4 separate regions of the Sus scrofa genome follow, and regions 1, 3 and 4 are each linked to region 2. A link is a contact called in public Hi-C and promoter capture Hi-C data. All regions are on one chromosome and are shown on one strand. Each heading gives the region's core, a stretch centred on a gene start, on an enhancer-like site or on the middle of the called end of the contact. The rest is flanking DNA. Distances are from core to core; before and after follow the strand shown.

Evidence for each region. Promoter capture Hi-C pulls out the DNA fragments that hold promoters and counts their contacts. Hi-C and Micro-C count contacts between places; a contact is called where the count stands out from the background.
Region 1: a contact with region 2 is called in a promoter capture Hi-C map of fetal skeletal muscle, with 5 times the contacts expected there. The contact joins the promoter of RABGEF1 here to the promoter of GUSB in region 2. A contact is called at or near these places in 1 of 5 promoter capture datasets (fetal skeletal muscle) and 1 of 2 datasets of contacts at active chromatin or transcription factors (alveolar macrophages).
Region 3: a Hi-C map of embryonic fibroblasts shows a contact between it and region 2, with 2.2 times the contacts expected there. The contact joins the promoter of SBDS here to the promoter of GUSB in region 2. A contact is called at or near these places in 1 of 5 promoter capture datasets (fetal skeletal muscle), 1 of 47 Hi-C or Micro-C datasets (embryonic fibroblasts) and 2 of 2 datasets of contacts at active chromatin or transcription factors (alveolar macrophages and skeletal muscle).
Region 4: a contact with region 2 is called in a Hi-C map of skeletal muscle, with 2.5 times the contacts expected there. The contact joins the promoter of KCTD7 here to the promoter of GUSB in region 2. A contact is called at or near these places in 1 of 5 promoter capture datasets (fetal skeletal muscle), 5 of 47 Hi-C or Micro-C datasets (embryonic fibroblasts, heart right ventricle, retroperitoneal adipose tissue and 1 more) and 2 of 2 datasets of contacts at active chromatin or transcription factors (alveolar macrophages and skeletal muscle).

The regions. Positions count from the first base shown.
Region 1 is chr3:16,375,189-16,378,421 of Sscrofa11.1, forward strand. It overlaps RABGEF1 (rab5 GDP/GTP exchange factor), which reads right to left and starts at 1,416. Exons shown (of 9, transcript XM_003124438.6): 1 at 1,292-1,416.
Region 2 is chr3:16,670,245-16,673,393 of Sscrofa11.1, forward strand. It overlaps GUSB (glucuronidase beta), which reads left to right and starts at 1,827. Exons shown (of 12, transcript NM_001123121.1): 1 at 1,827-2,039. The coding sequence starts at 1,827.
Region 3 is chr3:16,159,943-16,163,180 of Sscrofa11.1, forward strand. SBDS (SBDS, ribosome maturation factor) reads left to right here and starts at 1,582. Exons shown (of 5, transcript NM_001244393.1): 1 at 1,582-1,937; 2 at 2,579-2,708. The coding sequence starts at 1,810. TYW1 (S-adenosyl-L-methionine-dependent tRNA 4-demethylwyosine synthase) reads right to left here and starts at 710. Exons shown (of 16, transcript XM_021086357.1): 1 at 510-710. The coding sequence starts at 513.
Region 4 is chr3:16,392,223-16,395,384 of Sscrofa11.1, forward strand. It overlaps KCTD7 (BTB/POZ domain-containing protein KCTD7), which reads right to left and starts at 1,639. Exons shown (of 4, transcript XM_003354517.4): 1 at 1,261-1,639. The coding sequence starts at 1,404.

The DNA of each region.
Region 1 (3,233 bases), core at 166-2,665, 300 kb before region 2:
TCACTCCCTGCGGTCCCTCCAGACACTTGGGGTGTCCCCCCTCAGTGACCTCTCTTAGCTCACACTGCTCACATTTATGGCAAGGATCTCTGCTGTCCTTCTCCCTTAAAGTGCCTACTTTCTGGAGAAGAAAATGATGGCTTGGAAGGTCCCCAAAATTCAAATCCTTCAACACTTCTTAATTTTCCACCTGAGAATCAGTAACTCTTAAAACTAACGTTATCTGTCATGAAATGGATCGAATAAAAATCAAATCTTCTTGCACCTCTGGGAAGCTTCCTTGGTACTGCTTAAGTTACTTATTAGTAACCTTAATAGACTTGGGGGGGGGGGTAAGTGTACTTTTGCAGCCTTAGGTTTACAGAAAAAGGTACAACAATGAGTTAATCTCAAAAACAAAACAAAAGCCACAACTCTTCAGATCCAAAAAACGACTCCCCAGGTGATGCTGTAAACTCATCCTGACCAATTTTCACATCTAAGCTCATGAGCAAAGCGAGCCCCCATAGCCCACGGACACATTTCCCAATCACAGGGCTTGGCCATCAGCGTTGAGACACCACCAGCAGACTCTGATCTACTCCCTGAAGCGGCTGGGTCCCTCCTCCTTGTCGACTAAACTTCCGTGATGAGCATCACCTCTGCTCTCCTCCAAGACGGTTCGGAAGCAGGGACTTGTGCTCCTAACCTCAGGCCCACAACTTTGTCCTCAATCATAGGGCGAAAGTTAGGACCAGTCTTCCAGCTCCCACGCCGCGAAAGACAGCATCCTCCCAGCTCCCGGACCCTTCCCTCTCTGAGACCGACGCGGGTTCCCGAGGTCCCGGCGGCCCTGCCCAGGCCGGGCTGCGACGGGTCCCCAAGGAGCCCAAGGCACGACCCAGCCGGTCACCACCACAGGTGTCCCTTGGTACTCTGCCGACTGGACTGAGTGAGCCGGTCGGAGGGAAGCCATCCCGCGAGAGCTGGACAGGCGGCAGGAGGCGGCCAGGAAACGAGACGCGTCTGTCCGTCGGAGTTGGGCCGGGCCGCGGGCAACTTGGCGACAAGCGCCCTAAAACGGCAGGCCGAACGCGCAGAGGATGAAGGGGGCCGGCGACGGCCTGGGACCGGCCAGGGCCCCGCCACCGGGCCCTGGGCTGGGACGAAGGACGGCAAGAGGGACCGGAGCGAGATGGCCCCGGCCGGGTGGACAGCCTAGACCAATGACCCAGCAGCCCCTGTCGGGACGGCACCGCCACCGCGAGTCGCGAACCGCGCCCCCCTCGGGTCCCGTCCGTCCGCCCCGTACCTCGCCGGCTGCTCCACCCGCGTCGGGACCGCAGCTCTCCCCGCGTCGCTCGAGTAGGTCCCGGCGCCAGTCCACAACCCGCCCTCACGCCGGCCCTCCCTCTCGCACGCCCCGCCCCCGGCGCCGCGAGCGCACGCCACGCACGCATGACGTCACTTCCGGGGCTCGGAGCTCGCCGGGAGGGTGTAGGTGCCCATCGGCATCTGCCCTGGGTGGCGCGAGGGCGAGGCTGGCGTGGATGACAGTGGCGACAAAGCCGTCGGGCATGAGGAAGGAGGCGCCCTCAGCCCTAGTGCTGGGTCCCTGACCTGGAGCGTTCAGAAGCCGACGGAGAAGCCGGCGTTTCCCTGTCTTTTCCTCACCCACTGTATTTGGGAATCCCACTGAGAGAGACGCTGCTCATCCTTAGCTCGAAATGGGAGGCACTGGAAAGGCTGCGGGAGAGAAGTCTTTGGGCCAGTGGACAGTTGCAGTCTGTGGGGAATGAGGCTGCCTGAGAAAGTAATGAATCCCATAGCTTCACACGGATCTTAGGATTTTGAACGTGGTTTGAGTTTAAAGGACCTTAAAGAGAGTGACTGACCTAGAAGCAGGTTTTATAGCTGAGCATAACTGAATTCCAGAGGTTAATAAGTTACCCAGTGTCACACAGTATTAATGATCGAGTCATAAATGGAATCCAGTTCTCCGTGATTCCCATTTCAGGAATGTTGGAGACAGCGGCTGCCTCTGTATTCTGGATGGTATCTATGGCACAAAGTGCAGCCACGACTGGGAGAAAAAAAAAGAAAAAAGAAAAGAAAATACTAGAGTACAGTGTCTGGAGGGAGACCTAAGTTGGAATACCAGGTTTGCTAAATGCTGCCTCTGATCTTGGACAGGTTGTCTAATTTCTCAGTCTTTGCTCATTATTTGCCAAATGGAGATTGATTCATTCCTCAGATTATTCCTAAATTCTGTAGGGAAGCAGAATATGCCACCCAAAAATATGCCTCTGAGAAAGCAGAGAAGCCCTGAAAACAAACCAGAAGTTAACCTTTTGTACAGGAAATGAAGCTAATGAAGGAGATCACGTTAGTAAAGGGGTCTCCCTCTGTACCTGGGAGAGAAGGATGACTCTTAGGTCACTAGAAGCTCAACTATGGATAAGACACTGACTTAGAGCTGCATGACAAACCTTAAGCTTATTTTTATTCCCCTGGTCACCTCCCATAACTGGTCTCCCCTACACACACACACACACACACACAAACACCTTTCCTGTTTTTTCTTTATTGGAAAATGGTATTTAAGTGGGCATTCTAAGCCTTTTCTCAGGGTATCTCCTTTGTATGTGTGAGGTATACATGGTAATAATTTTCAGTTTGTTTTTTTGCTTATTACTCTTTTATTATAACTTAGAAGAGCAGAGGGAAAATGATTTCCCCTCCCCTACAGCACCTAATGTGTGTGCTAGGCCAAGGATACCAGACTGTTAAAAAGTGGTGGGGGGGGTGGGGGAGTACCTATGCTGAGAAGCTTACATTCTAGGGAAGAGGTGGTGGGGGGGGAATAAGTAAATAATAAATACATTATGTACAATAGTACATGAGACAGCAGTGATTGCTTTGAAGAAAAATCATGCAAGGAAGGCCAGCCAGTCAACCAGGAAGACTGAGGTTTTTGGGTGGACAGCAAAGCCCTGGCTAAGGAGGTGACTATGCAACTATTTGGGCAAAAGTGTTCTAGGTGCAGGGAACAGCAAGTGCAGAGGCCCTCTGGACATCACCAGCCTGTGTAGCAGTGAATGGAGGGGAGGTAGGAGAGGAGGTCAAAAGGTAATGGGCCATGGGGAAGGGACTAGCCAAAGTGAGGACATAGGAAGGTCTGACTCACTGGGGCCATTAAGGGAACAAACTACCACACTTGCCTCTGAGAGAAGGGGTGGTGGTGGTAGGGTACT
Region 2 (3,149 bases), core at 577-3,076:
CTGGTTGTCAGGTTCCTACAATGGGAAACCAAGTTTTACTGGATCTTGACCAAGAAAAAATTTTGACCAGCAGAAAATCAACTTGTACCAAATACATACAGATTGACTTGCAAATGGAAAATCAATTTATTAATTTATCGAAGCAGATCAACACCTATTTATTTTTTGCCTGTTTGCTTCTTTTAAATACCTGCTTTTTTTTTCTGGAAAGTTTCTTTTTTTTATTTTTTGGCCTCATCAGCACGTGGAAGTGCCCAGGCCAAGGCATGAACCCACCCTACAGCAGTAACCAGAGCAACAGCAGTGACACCACTGCAGCTTTAACCCGCTGAGCCACCAGTGAACTCCTGCTGTTTTTCTTTTCTTCTTTTTTCCTCTCTCTTATTTCTTTTACAGAAGTGCTCAGGCCAGGGGGACTGAATCCAGGAAGCAGCAGCTGTGGCAGATCCTTTAACCCACGGCTGCCAGGCCAGGAATGGAACCCTGCCTCCTCAGCCACCCAGCCCCTGCAGTCAGATTCTTAACCCACTGTGCCACAGCAGAACTCCCTCCTCTTGTCTCCTTTTGTTTTTTCATTTTTGGTTGCCCCGAGGAATACGGATATCTGGGGCTAGGGATCAGATCTGAGCCTTAGTGAGGACCTAAGCCCCAGCTGCGATAATGCAGGATCCTTAATCCACCCTGTCCAGCATGGAATCTGCGACCCAGCGCTCCCAAGACACTGCTGATCCCATTGCGCCACATCAGGAACTCCCCTCCTGCTGTTTTGAAAAGTTTCACTGGTGTCACTCTGATTATAAAAATAATGCATTGTTCACTATAGAAAGTTTCAACAATTCAGAAAATTATGGGGAATAAAATGGAAATCATCTATAACACTGACAATGACACTTCACATTTGTCTCTTTCTATTTCTGTGTGGATATAACTTTAGCAATACTGGGATCAAACTATATATACTTTTGTATCCTACTTTTGTTTATTTTTATATTGTAAGCATCCAGGGGGGTAAAAACCTTTAGACCTTGTCAGTTCTTACAATATATTTATTTTTACTATCCCGGGAAATACTTTGTTTACAATACCAAGGTCCATTAACAGAAGATTGCTTTGGTGACCGTGAAATCTGAGTAAAACGTAATACCTTGAAAATCAGGTAATTGTACGGAACAACTGGATCCAGGCTGCGTTACTAGCATCATAGACGCCCTCTCCTCACATTCTTTAAGTGGCCGCTATGCCGGGTACGGGTCCGCGGCCCCGGTGACCGAAGGTGGAGGTCCAGGGTCAAGGCTAGGGCCGGGCCACCACGCAGGGCAGACGTCACGAGGCATGGTGAGGCTTCGCCTGAGCTCACCAGTGTCCCGCAGGCATAAGCGAGTGGACGTGGCCCAGGTAGGCCTTCTAGACGCAAAGGGCGAACCTGACTCCCCGGGGTCCTGTTCCAGCGCCTGGTCCGGCCTCCCTGAGCGCGAGCCGGGGAGGGGGAAGGCGGGGGCAGGCAGTGACCCTGCAGACTAGGAGCCGCTAAGCTTCTCTTTTCGGGGCAGGGGCTGGGGCTCGGGCTCCCGGCGGGCCCTCCCCGCGTCGCCGACCTCGCGCAGGAAGGCGGGCGGGATGCCGCCTCCCGGGCACCGGCCTCTCCGAGGCCTACCCGCCCCGCCCCGCAATCGCCCCGCCCCGCCCCTCAATCGCCTTCAGTCAAGATGGCCCCTCCCGGGCGGGGGAAGGGGGACACGTGACTCACGCCCCGCCCCCGCCCCCGCCTCCCGTGCTTGGGGCTCCGGGCGTGGGGAGGCTGGCAGCTACCTGCCCGCTGGGCAATCATGGTCCGGGGTCCGGCGGGCGCCTGGGCCGTGCTCGGCCCGCTGCTCTGGGGCTGCGGGCTGGCGCTGCTGCAGGGCGGGATGCTCTACCCCCAGGAGAGCCGATCGCGGGAGCGCAAGGAGTTGAATGGCCTCTGGAGTTTCCGCGCCGACTTCTCCGACAACCGGCGCCAGGGCTTCGAGCAGCAGTGGTACCGGAAGCCGCTGCGGGAGGTGCGAGATGCGGGGACGGGGCACGGGGTCAGAGCAGGGAAACTCCTGGAAGTCAGGTGGGGGTATGGGGCGCCTTCCCATGTGCCCTCGGAACTGCTGGCCAAGAGGAGGTTAAAGGCGAACGGGCTTAGGGGGCTTTGGGTCGGCTCACCGGAGGGACCGGGAAGGAGGAAATGGGTGGGCCCGACGCTGCTGGGGGAAGTGGAACCCGAGCCGTGTCCGCATGGAGCAGGGGCGGGTGGCTGCATAGAAGCAGGAGGGGAGGCTTTGGGTATCTTAGGGCCAGCTCTGCCCTGGCAGGAAGGACCTTGGGTTCCAAGGTTCAGGCAGAGGACGGGGCTTGGCAGCCAGCCAGCCAAGGACCCCCCTCTAGTCTCCCTTAAGACTTGGTTTGAGTGGGGCAAGCCTGTGTGCCCATCTTTCGCTCGCCTTTCTTAGATCCCCTTTTTTAGTCTTTGCCGCCCAGGCTTCATCAGCAGAGGAAGAAAGGGGCGGGGGCTGGGGCCAGGCATGTGCCGCACTCACAGTTTCCTCAGCGGAGCAGCTCCGGTACCCCTGCCAGCCTTCCTCCCTGGGGCAGTCGGTTGATCACCTTCCTCTTAGTCAGAGTCTTGTCTCTTTAGATCCTCTTTACCCCAGACTGGTTGTGGCCCTGGGTGCAACTCTTTCCATGGAGACCTTGGTGCCCTGGGCTCTGCCACCAGAGCTTGGATACAAACCATCTGAGCAGCTGATCTCATCAGCACGGTTATCCACCCCTTCAGCCAATGTGTATTAAGTCCCTGCTATATGGCAGGGCTGGTGCCAGACTCTGGGCATACAGCTGTGAGGGACAGGAGATTCTTGCTGCTTTGGTGGTGGGTTTTTTTGGCCACACCCACAGCATGTGGAAGTTCCTGGGCCAGGGATGGAACCCCAGCCACAGCAGTCCCTGCAGGGACAAGGGGGGGAATCTGTAATCCCCAGGGCCACAATTCTGTCTTTGTTGATGGTCACATGCCCCACATATGTATGTCCTCAGGAAACTCTTCCCCAGGCTGCTCCCAGACTCACAGAGCTATTTGCCTCACTCCTGCCTTGCCTTCTACCTGAGATGTTCAAAGGTCTGGA
Region 3 (3,238 bases), core at 332-2,831, 510 kb before region 2:
ACCAAGTTAATTTTGTTTTGTTATGCTGCTCCATAAGAAAACCCTAAAATAAAACCGAAAGTATTCTTTTTTTAATTTTATTTTTAGAGACCAAGAGCTACTTGCACAAGTAACTGACCTCAAGTCCCACTTTTTAAAGGGAGCTATGGATGGACCTGGCCTTAAATGCTGAACTTGGGGGCAATTTTAAAAGCCGAAATCTAAAATTGGGGGTTTACAGGTGCTACTCCATCCTAGAAAGGACCAAAAGTCCTCAACACCCGTGGGTGAGGGGGAGAGGCGGTTTTTTCTGCCCTTTACATGAGTTTAGGGGCATAGGTCTATACTCATCTCCTAGCCTCAAAAGGCCAAAGCCAGGTCACAAGCAGGGATCAGTCCTCCCTTGTCCTCAGCAACACTGGTCCCAGGGTGAGAAGGTCAACGTATTCCGGGGGAAGGGGCCCGAGGGTCTCAGAAAAACGGCTCTCTCCCTTCCCGCCCCAGGAATCTTGCCCGCTGGGGGCCCTTACCCATTCTTCTTAGAGCCCAAGTCCTGCGGCGCGACTGGAGCCCAGGACAGCGGACCTAACAAACCTAGCGTCCGGCGCGAATACTGGGAAACCGCCAGAACCTCCTTGTAGCATTAGCCGTGTGCCCAGAGCCTGAGAAACTGGGGGCAGCCATGCCATTCGCAGGCCTGTCTGGATTGGCTCAGAGGGGGAAGGGGCGGGCCCAGAGGCGAGCTCCGCTCAGAGCTTGGTGAAAAGAAACCGGAGAGCTCCCGGCCCCGCTCGGATTGGCTCAGAGGGAAAAGGGGGCGGGCCCAGAAAAAACACCGCCCAGAACTTGGTGAGTGTAATCCAGAGCACTCCCGGCCCCGTCGGATTGGCTCAGAAAGGGAAGGAATGGGCCCAGAGAAAAGCCCTGCCCAGGGCTCCGAGAATGGAAACTGGAAAGCTCCTGCACACTCAGGAATCCGCATAGAGGAGGGAACGGACTTTGAGAAAAGCCGAATTAGACAGGAGTGATTTAGGGGAAAAAATGGGGGGTGAGGAGCGTTAAAAGAGACTAAGGGCATAATCAACCGAATGCAATTTGTGATCCCATTTGAATCTCAGTTGAAACACACCAACTGTAAAAAAGGCATTATTTAGGGTAAATTTGATTGTGAGTTGGCTAGGAGGTGTTATTAGGGGATTATGGTTAATCTTGTTAGGTGTATCTGTTGGAAGTTTCACTATTTAAAGCTAAAACCACAAGATGATTTGCTTTAAAATGCTCCAACCAAAAAAAAAAGAGGGAGAATGAAACAAGAAAAGCAAAATATTGATAATTGTTGGAAAGAATGATGGGTACATGGGGGCTCATTACACTTTTCTCTAAGTATTTTGTGTTACAATTTTTATATAAGGTAAAGTTAAGGGGGGCGTGGCCCTGAACTCCCGGAACTATGAGGCACCGGCGTCAGAGTTTCCACCCGGTCCCCAAACATCTCCACCAGCCAATCAGAGCTCTTTGGTTCTTTCGCGAAAGTAAATTACGTCAAGGAAGAGCGCTACTCTTTCCGGCGCCGAATGATGTCGTAAAAGCCACAATGCGCAGGCGTTTTTGCCCCCTCTTCCTCGCGCGGTTCCCGCAACACCTGACGCCTGCGCAATAAGTCAGCTGGGTGTATTGGGGTGGCCCGCGAGGGTGTTAGTCACTGCGTCGCCCAGTCTGCGGGCGTGACTGTGCCGCTCGCCGGGTGGTTACATCGAGGCGCAGGTGGCCTCAGGCCGGCGGCGCGGGTTTACCTTGGTTCGCCGGTCCCAAGGTCGCTGAGTGGCCGCGATGTCGATTTTCACCCCCACCAACCAGATACGCCTGACCAATGTGGCTGTGGTACGGATGAAGCGAGCCGGGAAGCGCTTTGAAATCGCCTGCTACAAAAATAAGGTCGTCGGCTGGCGGAGCGGCGTGTGAGTGACCCTCTCCCTCCGATCCCTGGCGGGAGCTGGAGCTGATAGCCTTGGAGCCCACCTCCCTCTGGTTGTCTAATGAGTTTGCCATGCTGGGGTCTTGTCAGGGAAGGAAGTGGGAAGTTTACTCCTGCTGCTCGCGCTTAGCGTCTAAAGCGAACGTTCTCTTTTTTGTTTTGTTGGTGTGGTTTGGGGTTTGGTTTTTGCTTTTGCTGTAATGTCATAAAAGCTACGGCCAAGAAACCCTTCTAATTGTGGTTCTTTTCTCGGAATGATGATCAAGGCAAAGGTCGTAGTCTTCCAGGTACTTCTATAGTTTGTGCATGTCACAGATCTAAGCCCAGTAATTTAACTAGAGTGCGTAGCATATTCACTGCTGCCATCTAGAGAACGGAATTCCTTGGCGGCAGCCTGACCCCACCCCTCAGTGATTCACGCATATTCCCACGATGTTTTTCCCCAGTGAGTAAATGTGAATACAAATGGAGTTCTCAATTTGGAAAACGTTCCCCGGGCACCAAGGGTCGTTTAGAAGTAGTTGTTTCTTACTATTTGTATCGTTGCCGTCTTGGATTTATATGTGAACGAACTTCCAAGTTGCAAAAGTATTTATTTAGGACTTTCTCTCCTGTTCTCACAAGGGAAAAAGATCTTGATGAAGTTCTACAGACCCACTCAGTGTTTGTAAATGTTTCTAAAGGTCAAGTTGCAAAGAAGGAAGATCTCATCAGTGCATTTGGAACAGATGACCAGACTGAAATCTGTAAGCAGGTGCGTTCTAACCACTGCAGCATAATCGACCCTAATATCCATTTGTGGTGTAAGTACTTAGAGATAGGTTAAACTTTAAAGTATTATTTTTAGCAATTATTTTCTCCTGCTGTATAGCAGTGGAAACTATTTCTAGTCACTTATGATAGAGCATGATAATGTGAGAAAAAAGAATGTATATGTGTATGTGTGACTGGGTCACCTTGCTGTACAGTAGGAAATTAACAGAACACTCTAAACCAGCTATAATGGAAAAAAATAAAAATAATTAATAAAAATAAGTATTATTTTGGGGTTGGTTACTTTTTTTTGTTTTTTTGTCTTTTGAGGGCCCCATCCACACCATATGGAGGTTCTCAGGCTAGGGGTCCAATCGGAGCTGCAGCTGCCAGCCTACACCACAGCAACTTGGGATCTGAGCTGTGTCTTCGACCTACACCACAGCTCACGACAAACACCGTATCCTCAACCCACTGAGTGAGGCCAGGGATCAAACCGCAACCTCATGGTTACTAGTCAGGCTCGTTAAC
Region 4 (3,162 bases), core at 389-2,888, 280 kb before region 2:
CGGGGCCTCGATCAGTGCCTGGCTCACAGTAAAACCCCCCAGTTTGCACTAGATCAGTGAATGAATGAATGAAACAGACAGGCGTTTACAGTTCTCTGAATGTAGGTACCGTTACTCTTCCACACCCAGAGGACTGGAAATGCCTTCTGCTTATTCTATAGCTAGCTCCTCCAAGACTATTCTGTGTGCATACCAAGGACTCAAATATTATTGGGGGGGTAATAATACTTCTATTACTCACATGGAGCAATGAACTCTGTAAAAGAGCGAGCACTGGAGTGTGGCCTATAGTCTCTGGGTCCTGAGCTTTCTTCCCTTAAATCACACTGTTTCACCAATGACAATGCACAGAAACATTGGACCCTGTGTCCCCAATGGCTTTTTTTTTTTTTTTTCAATTACAAACAGTCCTTCTGGAGTTTTGCCCATTTTCACAAGTGTCCCATGATGCTTTGAGTATCTAACCCCAAGAGGACACTACAGTTTTCCAAGAGCCTCACCCAGCCCCACCCAGCCCCTCTGGGGCTCAGGCCATCTGCCCAGGACTCCCCACGTCACATGCTCCCATGTCTGGCACTACCTTAACCCCTACCTCCCAGTCTCTGTCTTCAGTGCCCAGCAGGGCCCCACCTTCCCTCCTCTTTTCTCGTCTCTTGAGGGTCATTTCAGGTGTTCATATGATCATGTCACATGCATTAAGACCAGTGGAAGCCACCATGCATCACAGCACAGCAGCTAGGAGGGGAAGCCATGGAGTTGTCAGGTGAGTGTGGCCACAGCTATGAACTGGCCTGCTTCTTATCTGCACACTGCCCCTTAGCCCACTCTCTGGGCAGCTGGAGACTGGCTTTGGGCAATGACTAAGGCCTCTTCTTGGATTCTCTGGAAGACACTATCATCCCTTGGGGTTCCAAGGGCTCCTTCCCATGGCCTTCCTTCCCTCCTCCAGTTGGTAAGGGTGGGCCATAGGGATGGGAGTACCAAGCTTGCAAGGAGTGAATCCTGGAAGGAGGGGGATGGGAGGGCCAGGTGCTGCCTAGAGCAAGGAAGACACACCTGGCGTGTTTTACAGAGGGTGCGTGGGGAGGGGGGGATCGGTGGGTGGTGGGAGTGGGATGGGCAGGGGAGCACAGCTTCTGGCACCGCCCTCGGCCTGACCCCCTCCCCAGCCTCAGCGCTGTTCACATCCCAAGGTCAGCTCTGTCTGGCACCGGCTCCTGTCTCTGCACCCCTTCTCGCGCCCCCACCCCCTCCAGGTACCTCCTGCGGGAGCAGGGGCAGTGCGTGCCCAGCCTGCGTGGCCGTAGGGGTGGCCGGCTCCAGAAAGTCGTCTTCGGCGTCGGAGCTGGACATGGCACCGTCCGGACGACGGTTGTCTGGCTCCCGCCCCGTGACTACCACCATCCCTCTGGCTCTGGGCAGTGGGCGCGGCTTCGGGCGGGCGGGAGGGTGGTGGCCCAGGCACTAGCACCCAGCAGCGCCTGGCATGACGCGGCGCGCCGGTGGGCGGGGCCGGAGGGGCTGAGAGCTCAGCGCGGTGGGGCTGGAGGGCGGCCGCTCCCTCAGCGCCAACGGGCTCGCTGACCACCCGGCGGACCGCAGGGCCACCGGCCTGACCCGGCCACCTCCCACTATTGGCCGAGCTGCCGCTAGTTCCGCCCCTGATTGGCGTGAAGCTCGCCCAATCTCAGAGCAAGTAGAGCTTTCGCTCCGTGCCTGAATGGCCACTGGGAGCCGGGCTGGCTGGCCTGCCCCGTTCTGATTGGCCCTCTGGACAGTGGGCGCGCCCTCCCCACCCGCGAACACTCGCTCGGCGCGTGGGGCGCGCGCACGCGGCCACCGTCTCTAAGCCGGGCCTTCTTGGGTCCGAGGGTGGCTCCTGCATCGGGGTCGACACCTAGAAACTTGCGAGGAGAGAGGGCTCACGACTTAGTCGTTCCTACGTCTCCAGGGCAGCGCGTGATGTGCATCCTTGGGCGTCAAAGGCCAGGCAAATCCGGGAGGACCAGGTCGCCGCAATGGAGAGCCTAGGCATCCCTTCCCGGAGGATACGGAGGAGGCACGACTTAGGTCACTGAGGTTGTAGGAGAGGAAGGGTAGCGCTGCAACAGGGACTGGCCCTTCTCTAGCCACAAGGGCAAAACCTGAGTTTCCAGTCTTTCCTGATTGACCCAAAAAGAAAACTCAAGTTAGAGGCAATTGAGAATGACAGTGACTCTCACCCTCAATGTGTCAGTTCTTCCACTGGCACCTGGAGACACAGACGGAAACAGGCCCTCTCTTGAGACGCTCCCAGGCTGCTGAGGCAGAGTCCAGCCTGATCCAACGTCTATCAACAGCCTTGGATGCTGTGACCCCTGGTATAGTTGGATCAGCTCAGGGACTCTCCTAGGAATCAAGGTTTGAGCCCTTTCAAACCATTTTTACACCCAGTTCTTCATTTGCATCTCACATTGTGACAGAAAAGGAAGCTGAGACCTAGAGGATTAAAACCACTGTAGGAGTGTCCTCCATGAGTGTTTTCTCCAAACTTGGTTGCATCAAAATCACTGGGGGGGGAACTTGCTAAAATGCAGATTCCCAGTCCGACTCCAGAGAATCTGACTTGGTCCATCTGGGGTGAAGCCCTTGAACTTGCATTCCTAACGAACTCCCCAGGTAACCCTGGGTGCTGCAGGTCCTTGAACCACGTTTTGAGTAGGGCTGCTCTAAAGAAGGCTGCCTGAGGCCATCTCTTATCTGTAACTACCTGCTCCAGCCTTTCTCAACATCCATAACAAAGTTTCTTCTTTCCATCCTTAGAATCATTAGGATTCCAGCTGTAATAGAAACTGCAATCAAAGGTGGATTATATCATAGGAAAATTTGATTATCTTCTATAACAGGAAGTCTGAACAGCTCCTGGATTGGTCCATTAAGTAATGCAATAAGGAGTTACCTGGACCAGTTCTCTTCCATTTGTCCACTCTGCCAGGGGGACTCTCCTCCTTTAAAAATTCATATGAGGAAACTAGAGAACTAAGGGCTTATCAGGATGACAGTTTAAATCGAGGCTGTCCAAAGAGAATGGAACGGGAGCCCCAGAGGCTCAAGAGGTAGGGAAATCCAGGTACAATCAGTGTTACATTACTGAATGTGTTGGAGTTTTCATCTTCCATTTTG